Regions from separate parts of the Mus musculus genome. Here region 1 is linked to region 2. A link is a contact called in public HiChIP or PLAC-seq data. All regions are on one chromosome and are shown on one strand. The core of a region is the stretch at or near the end of the contact, and the rest is flanking DNA. Distances in the headings are between cores, read along the strand shown. Region 1 holds the start of Sgms2 (sphingomyelin synthase 2). Region 2 holds the start of Cfi (complement component factor i).

Evidence for each region. HiChIP or PLAC-seq counts read pairs in DNA pulled down with a chosen protein or histone mark.
Region 1: a contact with region 2 is called in a FOXA1 HiChIP or PLAC-seq map of pancreatic cancer cells. The contact joins the promoter of Sgms2 here to the promoter of Cfi in region 2. A contact is called at or near these places in 1 of 39 promoter capture datasets (liver) and 2 of 115 datasets of contacts at active chromatin or transcription factors (astrocytes and pancreatic cancer cells).

Annotation. Positions count from the first base shown.
Region 1 is chr3:131,487,120-131,491,983 of GRCm38.p6, reverse strand. It overlaps Sgms2 (sphingomyelin synthase 2), which reads left to right and starts at 1,754. Exons shown (of 6, transcript NM_001379585.1): 1 at 1,754-1,894. It overlaps Gm36753 (a long non-coding RNA gene), which reads right to left and starts at 1,468. Exons shown (of 5, transcript XR_003954556.1): 1 at 938-1,468; 2 at 1-419.
Region 2 is chr3:129,834,944-129,839,278 of GRCm38.p6, reverse strand. Cfi (complement component factor i) reads right to left here and starts at 2,540. Exons shown (of 14, transcript NM_007686.3): 1 at 2,413-2,540. The coding sequence starts at 2,469.

The DNA.
Region 1 (4,864 bases), core at 505-3,004, 1.7 Mb before region 2:
TACTTAGGTTTAAGTATATAGGTATACTTATATTAGGTATATATCTCCATAATGTAAAAATATTTGAATTATGAAGTAGGAGGTAGGTGGGTTGTTCACCCAGATTCACCTACATAGAATCTTGACCCTCTCTGCACCCACGGATCAAGACACTAAACTTCTGAATTACATCTGTGGTTGTCTGGGGGGGAAAAAATGTTAGTTCAAATTTCTATTTACTTGGTCAGCATGCTAGCAAGCCAATCCATTTCTATTGCCTTCTGGGCAAAATGCCTAGGTTTTGTAAAAGTAAAAAGGAACTCCTCATTGCAAAGGAAAAATAAACCCAAGGAAAACAAATTTATTTGTTGATGCTCTTTTCTGGGTTCCTACCTTTCTGTAACTTGAAAACAAGTGCGCTCCCCACAATGAAGTCTAACCTGTGGTTAATTGCAGGAGAGGTTAACTTAAACTTCTGGATTGTGACATCATCTGTGACCTGCCACCTTGGCACCTCCCCTCCAAAGTTCTATTTTGCTGCCATTGGGTTTAATGATTATTGACACAAATGATACCCACACAAAACACCAGAAATGCTTATTGTTGTTTTTGTGGATTATGTTAACTCCCATAGGACAGTCTGTACAATCCTACACGTTCAAACTTAAAACCAGAAGGGAAGTAGGCAATGCAATAAAAAGCATTTCTATCAATTAAACTCATTGGAGGTTTAGCCAGCTGCCTGGATGCCTAGTGACACCCTCCAAAACGACCGTGGTTGACTGAAAACTGCTACAAGGTGTGGAAACGACTCCAAAGAAATGCTGATCCTTGGCCATTTTTAGACAGAAGCAACCCTTCCTGCAACCTAATTGGTAAGATCAGCCGGGGCCGGGGATGGGGGTTGGGGGGCACACACACATATGGACACTTGTGCCCCAAGGCAACAGAAACGCACAGGTTCATTTAAGTGGAGAGTCACTCTTTCAGAGTCATTCTGGTTCCGGTTTCTCATCCTTGCCAGGACGCAATTCACCTAACGGAGCAAATGACAAGGTGGGTAGCATCATTAGTCTCACTAACCGGGAACAAGCACCCTTCCAGCTCACCTAGAGGTGCCACCAGGCCCGTGGTGACTAACCTCGCCAAGCGGTCTTGTGATGTTTGGAAACCTACCCCCTCGACCTAGGCGGGGCACCACCCCTTGAGTCAGCGGGTGCCCCTGGCCCGCACACGTCGTTATTAGGAAGCAGTTTCCGAAACCCGAGGAGGTGCGGAGGTGGCTTATCCCTTCCCTGCCCCACCCCTGAAAGTTGCTGGGAGCGGCACCTAGAGAACTTTCCCAGATTGATCCCCGCCCGCGTTCAGGGAGGTCTGCCCGGCTCTGCGCTCAGCCTGCGGCCGGGAGCCACCTCGTGCTGCCTGCCAAGCCCCTCCTTCGCCGCATCTTGTAGGGCCGCAGAGGGGAGGGAGGGTCGGTCGGCCAGCTGGGATCGCCTCCCCGAAGAAGTCGCACCGGTTTTTCGAGCTCGGCTAGGCGTCCGGAGAGACTCGGTCGCCGGGAGTCGCGGGAGCCCGCGGGAGCCTCGGGCCCGGGGTGAGTCACGGCTGGGAGCAGGAGAGGGCTGGCGAGAGTGCGAGAATGAATGATGTCAGGGCGCGGGCTGGGGAGGAGGGCGGGCCCGCGGTAAACAGAGCTGCGCGCTGCCCCGGGCTCCGCCGGCCGGAGACCCCGCCCTCGGCGCCGCCGGAGCCGCCCGGAGCCCGGCCCGCTGCGGCGCCCGGACTGCGGCCTGGGGCGGAGCGGCTACCTATGCGGGCGAGACCCGCGCAAAGTTTGCAGCTCTCGGGCCCGGTCCCCCGGGTCCTCTGCGCCCAGCGAGCGCCCCCGGCGTGCGAGCACCGGCTGCGAGCGGTGAGCGCCGGGCCGGGAGGAGGATGGGCTGCGGGCTGCGCGTCCTGCGGAGCGCGCGGGGACGTGGCTCCAGTGGGGGACGTGGCTCTGGTCGCCACCGCCTCCCCACAGGCCGCCCCGCCCCGGGCATCCTTGCTCAGTTTTCATCTGCTGGGGGTCAGCTGGTGGCTGTCTCTCCTCCCAGCCTGCTGCTCATTCATTTGCGACCCATTTTCGGATACTTGGTGATGGTGTTGAAATGGCACAGGTTAAACCGTAGATTGTGCAGTGCCGCTCTGGGGGGTCAGGGTTGAAGTTCGAGTGGTGGAGGAGAGGCTGCCACACGCTGACAAGCTGTGCACAAGACCAGCTCCAGGCTGCCCAACAGGACCTTTGGCGTTCAGACCCGCGCCCCTTAAGGAAGGGAGATTCGATTTGTCAGCACAGAGAGGTGGGAGTGGACCTTACCCCGTCACAATCTGTGGGTCCGGTGATCGTTCTGTCTCAGAAGCAAATAGTTCAAATGCTATATCCTGTAATCTTTTATTAATCCGCCGTTCCTCTATTTCCAAGACTTGCTTATTTCTAAAATGACCTTAAATTATTTTGACATGTGTTTGAAATACTGAAGAGGCTCAACTCTTTTTGTCAGTGTGTTCGCGTGAACTTTGAATCCTTTAACTGTTCAGTTCTTTGGTTTCACCTCGGTTATGTTAACCATCCCGAACAGGTAAAAATGGCATTAGGACTACCTTAGACAATAGCAACGATTAAGTAAGGATTAATGAGGTTAGTAATTAAGGCTGGAAAGTACAAAAGTCTGAACGTAAACCTCTTTCATCAAAGCAAACTTCAATAAATTTTAACTCTTGACCTGTAAATAATAGCAAGTTCCAGTTGGCTTAGGTAAATGCCAGCTTCCTTCTGACAGATCTGGCGGGCCCAGGTTAGCACGTGAAATATTGTTGTCTACTCCCTTAGAGTGGGAAGGGAGGTTTCCAGGAAGTTAAACGTTGCAGGTGGATACCTAAGAAGGTTTTGTCCCCACCCTCTGTCCTGGGAGCTACTAAATGTTTAAGAGACATCAAAGCAGCTGGACACACAGAGAATGAGAGGCCTGGACTCTGCAGAAGGTATTTGTAGCGAACTCTTTACCATTTCTTCCTCTCCTCTCCTCTCCTCTCCTCTCCTCTCCTCTCCTCTCCTCTCCTCTCCTCTCCTCTCCTCTCCTCTCCTCTCCTTTCCTAGAAGCAAGCAAAGTTCATTTTTGTTTTTGTTTTTATAGACCATATTCCTTGGTCCACTGATAGAGTCGTGTTTCATAGCGATCTCCTAAGTAAAGGAGTTGTTTTTTAAAAGCAAGTTAATATTTAATTTACTGTTCGTTTCATTTGTAAGTCAAACTGGTTGACTTCTGAACCTTTAGAAAAACTCAGCAACACCTCTAGGTTGTTCACCCCGAGTTTCTTTTTCCCAGAGCTTGGTGAAAGTCCTAGGAGGTATTAGGAAGGACCAGAAGCACGTGGTCTCATATCTACAGCGGTGGTAGTGTGGAGAGCAGGCAGTGGCTGTGGGGATGTAGGGGACCCAAGGTAATAACCAAGTCCTGCGTTAGCTCTCCTGTCCGTGCAATTTTTTTGTTGTTGTTTTGTTTTGTTTTGTTTTTCGAGACAGTGCTTCTCTGTGTAGCCCTGGCTGTCCTGGAACTCACTTTGTAGACCAGGCTGGCCTCAAACTCAGAAATCCACCTGCCTCTGCTTCCCGAGTGCTGGGATTAAAGGCGTGCGCCACCACACCCGGCGTCCGTGCAACTTTAAACAAAATATACAGAGAAAGAGAAGTTATCTTTTGTTTGCTAAAACAATGAAATACAGATTATGGCCTTTTTTTAAAAAGTGATATGTTGAGGCTATATTTTGAGGAAAAGAGAGGGAGGGAAGAGAGAGCCAGGAAGGTCAATCTTCCTGTGTAGGGCTACTTGAACTTGAGATCCTCCTGCCTCAGTTTCCCCAATGCTGGGACTGCAGATATGCACTACCATGCCCTGCTTCCTGGCCCCCGCCCCCCGCCACCAACAATTCCTAAGAATTCTAGACTAAAGATAGCATAGCTTTCCTTTATCTTCTGGTGGAATCAAGTCATGAACTATGAGTATCAGGTAGTCGTTCAACTCACATATTTGCTGAACATTTATTAAGCCACTATTGTATAACAATGCTGAGGTAAAGGAGATGCTGTCGCTGCCCTTGTGACTTACAGTCCAGTAGAAGTAAATCCAAGTATTATGGGGTCCAAGAGCAAGAGGGCTGGGACCCGTGAGGAGGCAAGCCATGACTGGGCTACCTCTCTAGTGGCCGTCTGTCCGATTAGTGGCTGTCTGTCCGATGGTTCTTCCGTTGGAGCTCCTACGTTCCTGTGAGGCTAGGAGGACATCTTGCTTTACCTAGTAAAGACTCTTGACTAGTTTAAATAATGTAAAAAAGATTCATTGAAATGAGATATGAACGGTGTGTTTACCTCAACAAAGATTTATTTCCTATTAACAAAGAGCTAAGGTGGAGCTCTATCAGGATTACCATTGTGTGTGACTCTCGTAATGTGAAGAAGTATGTAGGAAAATGGGCAGAAGAAATCTGTTTTCACCGTAGCAATCACATAACCATTATACCTTCCTGGTTTTCGCACATCTGTGCGTGTAAGAGCTGGAGCTAGCATGTATTGAGATTGCTCTGGGTGGTGCGACCCGCTTCCTATAGCTAGTCGCAGTACAACCTCTCGAGGGTGGCCCTCGCTCTTTTGTGTATGGGTGATCTGCTTGACAGGACGATTGTGTACGGTGGGCATGCGGGGCCATGGGGGTCTGAAGAGGAAGAGAAGATCCCCTAGAATTTAGAGTTATAGATGGTTGTGAGCCTTCATGTGGGTGCTTAGAATCAAACCCGGGTCCTCTGGGAGAGCAGTCAGTGCTCCGAACCTCTGAGCCATCCCTCC
Region 2 (4,335 bases), core at 1,291-3,790:
TCGACATTGTTTTCCATAATGAAGAAGAGATACTCTTAAAAACACTTCGGTTTGTCTGGAAGCCACTTTGACTCAGGCCCAGGTCTTGACAGTTGTCTTGCTTGCAGAGGGGGCCCACACAGATGGTCCAACTGAGCCCGTATGAAATGGGAGACTTGGAGGGGACTTGAAAGTGACAGACACTGTCGGGCATGCACAGTCACCGAGAACCAGTCTCACTACCATACAGTAAAGCTGCTTCTAGCAGCTGATGTTTCCTCCAGATGGTCTCCTGGACAATGTCTGCCTACAGCCAGGATCTTTATGACATTTAGGAAAAGCAAGCATCTCGATCAGCTCCATTATCCCCGGACTAGACTTATGAAGTGCCCCCAATGGCAAGTTCTTTGGTGGGACTGAAGGCTGTCAAGCCACTGAGCCAAGACATATGAGTTAAATTTATCTTGCAAAAGATATGACTCTACCACATCCCATCCATAGGAACATTACAGAAAAAGGAAACCATGCTTTGGAATACACTAGGGCTGAAATCACCCAAGCTTTGATTGGCTTCAAACTCTAGGTATTGATTTCTCTGAATGAGGGAGTGAATTCCTGATTGATCTCAGCTCACTGTTCAGAATAGTCTACCAAAGCTAAGTACATGATGAATGAATAATGGATGTGATCATCCGTTGGATGATCAACTGGATGTGATCCTATTGCTTAGTCAATGGGGATGGTCTTCTAATACTAACTCACTATCCGAATAGTACCAAGTGGATTCCATGTTTCAAATACTTCCAAATAGTTCTGAGTAGTTTCACCCCTCTAACTCAAGTCTACACCCTGGTCTGGTAGCTCAAAGTCAGTCCTTCCCCCCCCCCCCCCCCCCGAATCTCTAAGCAATGAGAGATGAGAAAGGGCAAGGGCAGCGGGAGGCAGGAGGCCCAACCCCTAGGAGAATCTAGGAGACAACTACAAACCCCAAGCCACTCCAGATTTAAGCCCCACCTACTTTTAGTTATTGGCTGTATTTCGGCCTCTGCCGCGTGGGTTACCATGGTAGCTGTGGGAAGTGGTCGATTATGTATGCACAGACCAAGAGTTTCCTAACCTCCAATCACCTGCTGTGATCCTCAGCTGTGACTAGACCAGAGCCTTTCTCAGAATTAGCAAAGACTAATTCTCCTGTCTCCAGTTGGCTGAAGTGTGAACAAGCTCTCTCTTGCAATCTGCTGTTTCTGTGACCAGCATATCGCATAACAAAGGTGTATATGGATCACTCTAATGGAACAGATTTATTTACCTGGGGGACTAGTCGTACTTAAAATACCTGCTTCTCTGTCTGCCCGAAAGGGGTGCAACGGATCATTCTCACCAAATATCAACTCAAACCCGGAATCATGGCCCAGTGCTAATCTCACTTGTTCTGTAGCCGCTTCCAGGTGATCTCTCCCTGAAGTTATTTGCCATCTGGTATTTTTACCATTTTTGCAAGTATCTGTATAGAAAGATTTTACAACCCCCCCTTTTTTACACTAGTATTTAAATGATAAATATTTAGGGGAAAACTATACTACAGATCTTGATCTTTCTTGGACGAGTGATATGTGACGGCCTCCTGTTGAAAGCAGGGACACAACTCCCCGTCAGCCACATGCTCATCAGGTGAGCCATGTCATCTTGCCGAGAGACACCCCAGACAACGTGTTTTGATGCCCTGATATGGATACAAAATGCCCAGTACTCAGAACAATATTCAGCAAACTCCACATTATATAATTATAATTCATAACTTCATTAAAAATGGGCCTTTATTGAGTGATTTTACTGAGTTATTTGAGCATGATTAACTGGGAGTAGGCTACACTGTGACGGTCAGTTACACTACTCCATTTCCCACTTAACAATACTTTCAGTGTATACTGGGTTCAGCAGACTGTTAGACCACTGCAATTAAATAAGATCTTTATGATCCTAGAATATCTCCCTTGTTTTGCATTTTCAAATGTAATTTACATCTTGCGTGTTATTCTCCCTCTGACCTATTTAATCATCTTTCTACACTTTCCTTAAAAGGGATACGGGAGGAAGAACTGTCTTATCATTTCCCTATCACTGTAGGTCACATGCAGAAAAGCATGACGACTTACTGTTTTAATAGAACAGGAAATTATAGCAAGGAACCAACCAAGTTCTTGTTCAACTCAATGTGGATGCACACGTACAAGCATATCAAAAAAGTATTCCCTTAAGTTCCTTTTACCAGGCTATTAATACGAACGATCTGCTACTGTATATCTGCATTCTTAACAACTGACCTGAGGTAATATGTACGTCTATAAAGTGTCTTTTGAGAAATTTCCTATATTTTTATAGACTTTAAAAATGTCTCATAAAAAGACTTCCCATAAAAATCTCATCACTCACCCTGGAAGAACTCAAGTGGAGAGCCAAGAGAAAGAGACTGAGATGAGCGAGCTTCATGCCGGAGGAGTGCGGGGCCAAGTCTCCACGGAAGACCCTTGTCCATTCCAGCTACGCTCCTGCCATTTAATATTTAACCCCTGAAAAAATATTTAAAAAGGAAAAGCCTCCTAAAGAGCTTTGTACTTTTGAACTGTTAGAGGATTTGGCTAATAGCCAGAGCTTTATCGGAACTGAAAAAAAAAAAAAAAAAAAAAAAAAAAAAAAAAAAAAACCAAACCAAAGCCTTCCCAGTAAATTCCTGAGGCAGGCCACCAATAGAAAGTGTTCACACCAGAGGAGGCAGATTGCTCCATATTGGCCCAGACAATGCCCCAGTTCGAATCTGTTTTCCAAGGAACACAGAAAGTACCATGGAAGGGATTCCCCCCCCCCACCTCCACTTTTGTGTCATTTGGTAAATAAAATTACACTCGTTGGCTTAAGATTGAGGGCAGCTGAAACACTGCCGGTCTGAGTCCTCTAGGGGCAAGACTCCTGTCAGGCATCAGTGCCCATAGAAAAAAAGAGAGAAACCAGGGAGAGCAGAGCAGAGAAATAGGATCTCTACGTGAATTCAACAAAGCCTGCCTGTGGGGCGCTCTGGAGAATGTGATTGGTCAGGTCCTTGCCTCAGAGGAAGGCTGGGCTATTACACCACACCTTGTTCAGTCAGAGAGGCGCTGCCCTTAGGTAGACAAGGTCTCTGTAGCTGACACGAACACGGAGGAGCGCCTGTTATCTGGTGTTTTCTGGCATTCCTCACAGACGGCTGGCAAGATCGTTCATACAGGATGTGTCTGGAAGACTCACCAGTGTCTTCGGTTCACAGTTTGAACTACAAAAGTAGTTCTTCCAAATTTCCCCCAGGTCTCTTCTTCCTGAGAGAAAACTCCCAAGAGGGAGTTATTAGGGGAAACCTCCCTAACTCAGACATTGCCGTTCATGGTGAGGCCACAGTTGATGTTTGGCTACGGTCTCTTCTTCATTAATTCCCTAACGCCTTCCCTCTGAGCTTGACCTCTGTGGCTTCAGTGGCTTTTCTGATGGTATAACCAACCCCACAGTGTCTTCCAGGCATGAGCCGAAGTCCTGCCTTCCATTCTCAGCTCAAAGTTGCTGTTTCTATTTCTTTACTGTCAACACAGTCACTCAACCAGTCATGTGATCACACACATACTCCCTTCAACCCCCACTGTGATTACAGGAGCTCCGGTTCCCCCTGAGTTATCAGAGCCTTTGGCTTTCTTCCTGGTGTCTAGACACAAAGAGACCAGCATGCACCAGGAAACGGCTTAAGTTTTCCTTTGTTAATGGGATGTTGTTGATACTATTATTTTGAGGCAGAGTGCCAGTCTCATAATGTAGCCAGGGCTGGCCTGACCCTTCCTGTGCAGACCAGGATGTCCTCAAACTACAGGGATCCTCTTTGCTCTGTCTCCTGAATACTAAAATTACAGATGTGTGCCACACCACTCCCGGCTCAAGAGCATTCTTAGTGTACCCCTGGTGAAAATGTGGTACCTTTGGGGACCAAGACCTCTATCAAACTCCACAGAATATAGTTGTAGGAACAGGGAGCCTAGAACTCTGAGCTGATCACTGGGAGCAGTGGTCAGTGTAGTCATTCCTGCCTGAATCCCTTGATTGTTCCCAGACCCGTGTATCATTTCTATGAGAGACACGACGCTAAATATGAGGCTGTGGTTAAATGTACACATGAATCCCTAGAGGATAGCAGTAGTCCTCTCGGAGGGCCGTTAACTCTCACGTTGGCTCAGCATTCAGCAAACCCTGCAATGCTATACTATCTTCTGGGGACCATGGTATGCAATACGTGGTATAATACATGGGCACAGGCTAACTTCTGCACCTCTTTTGCTGAGA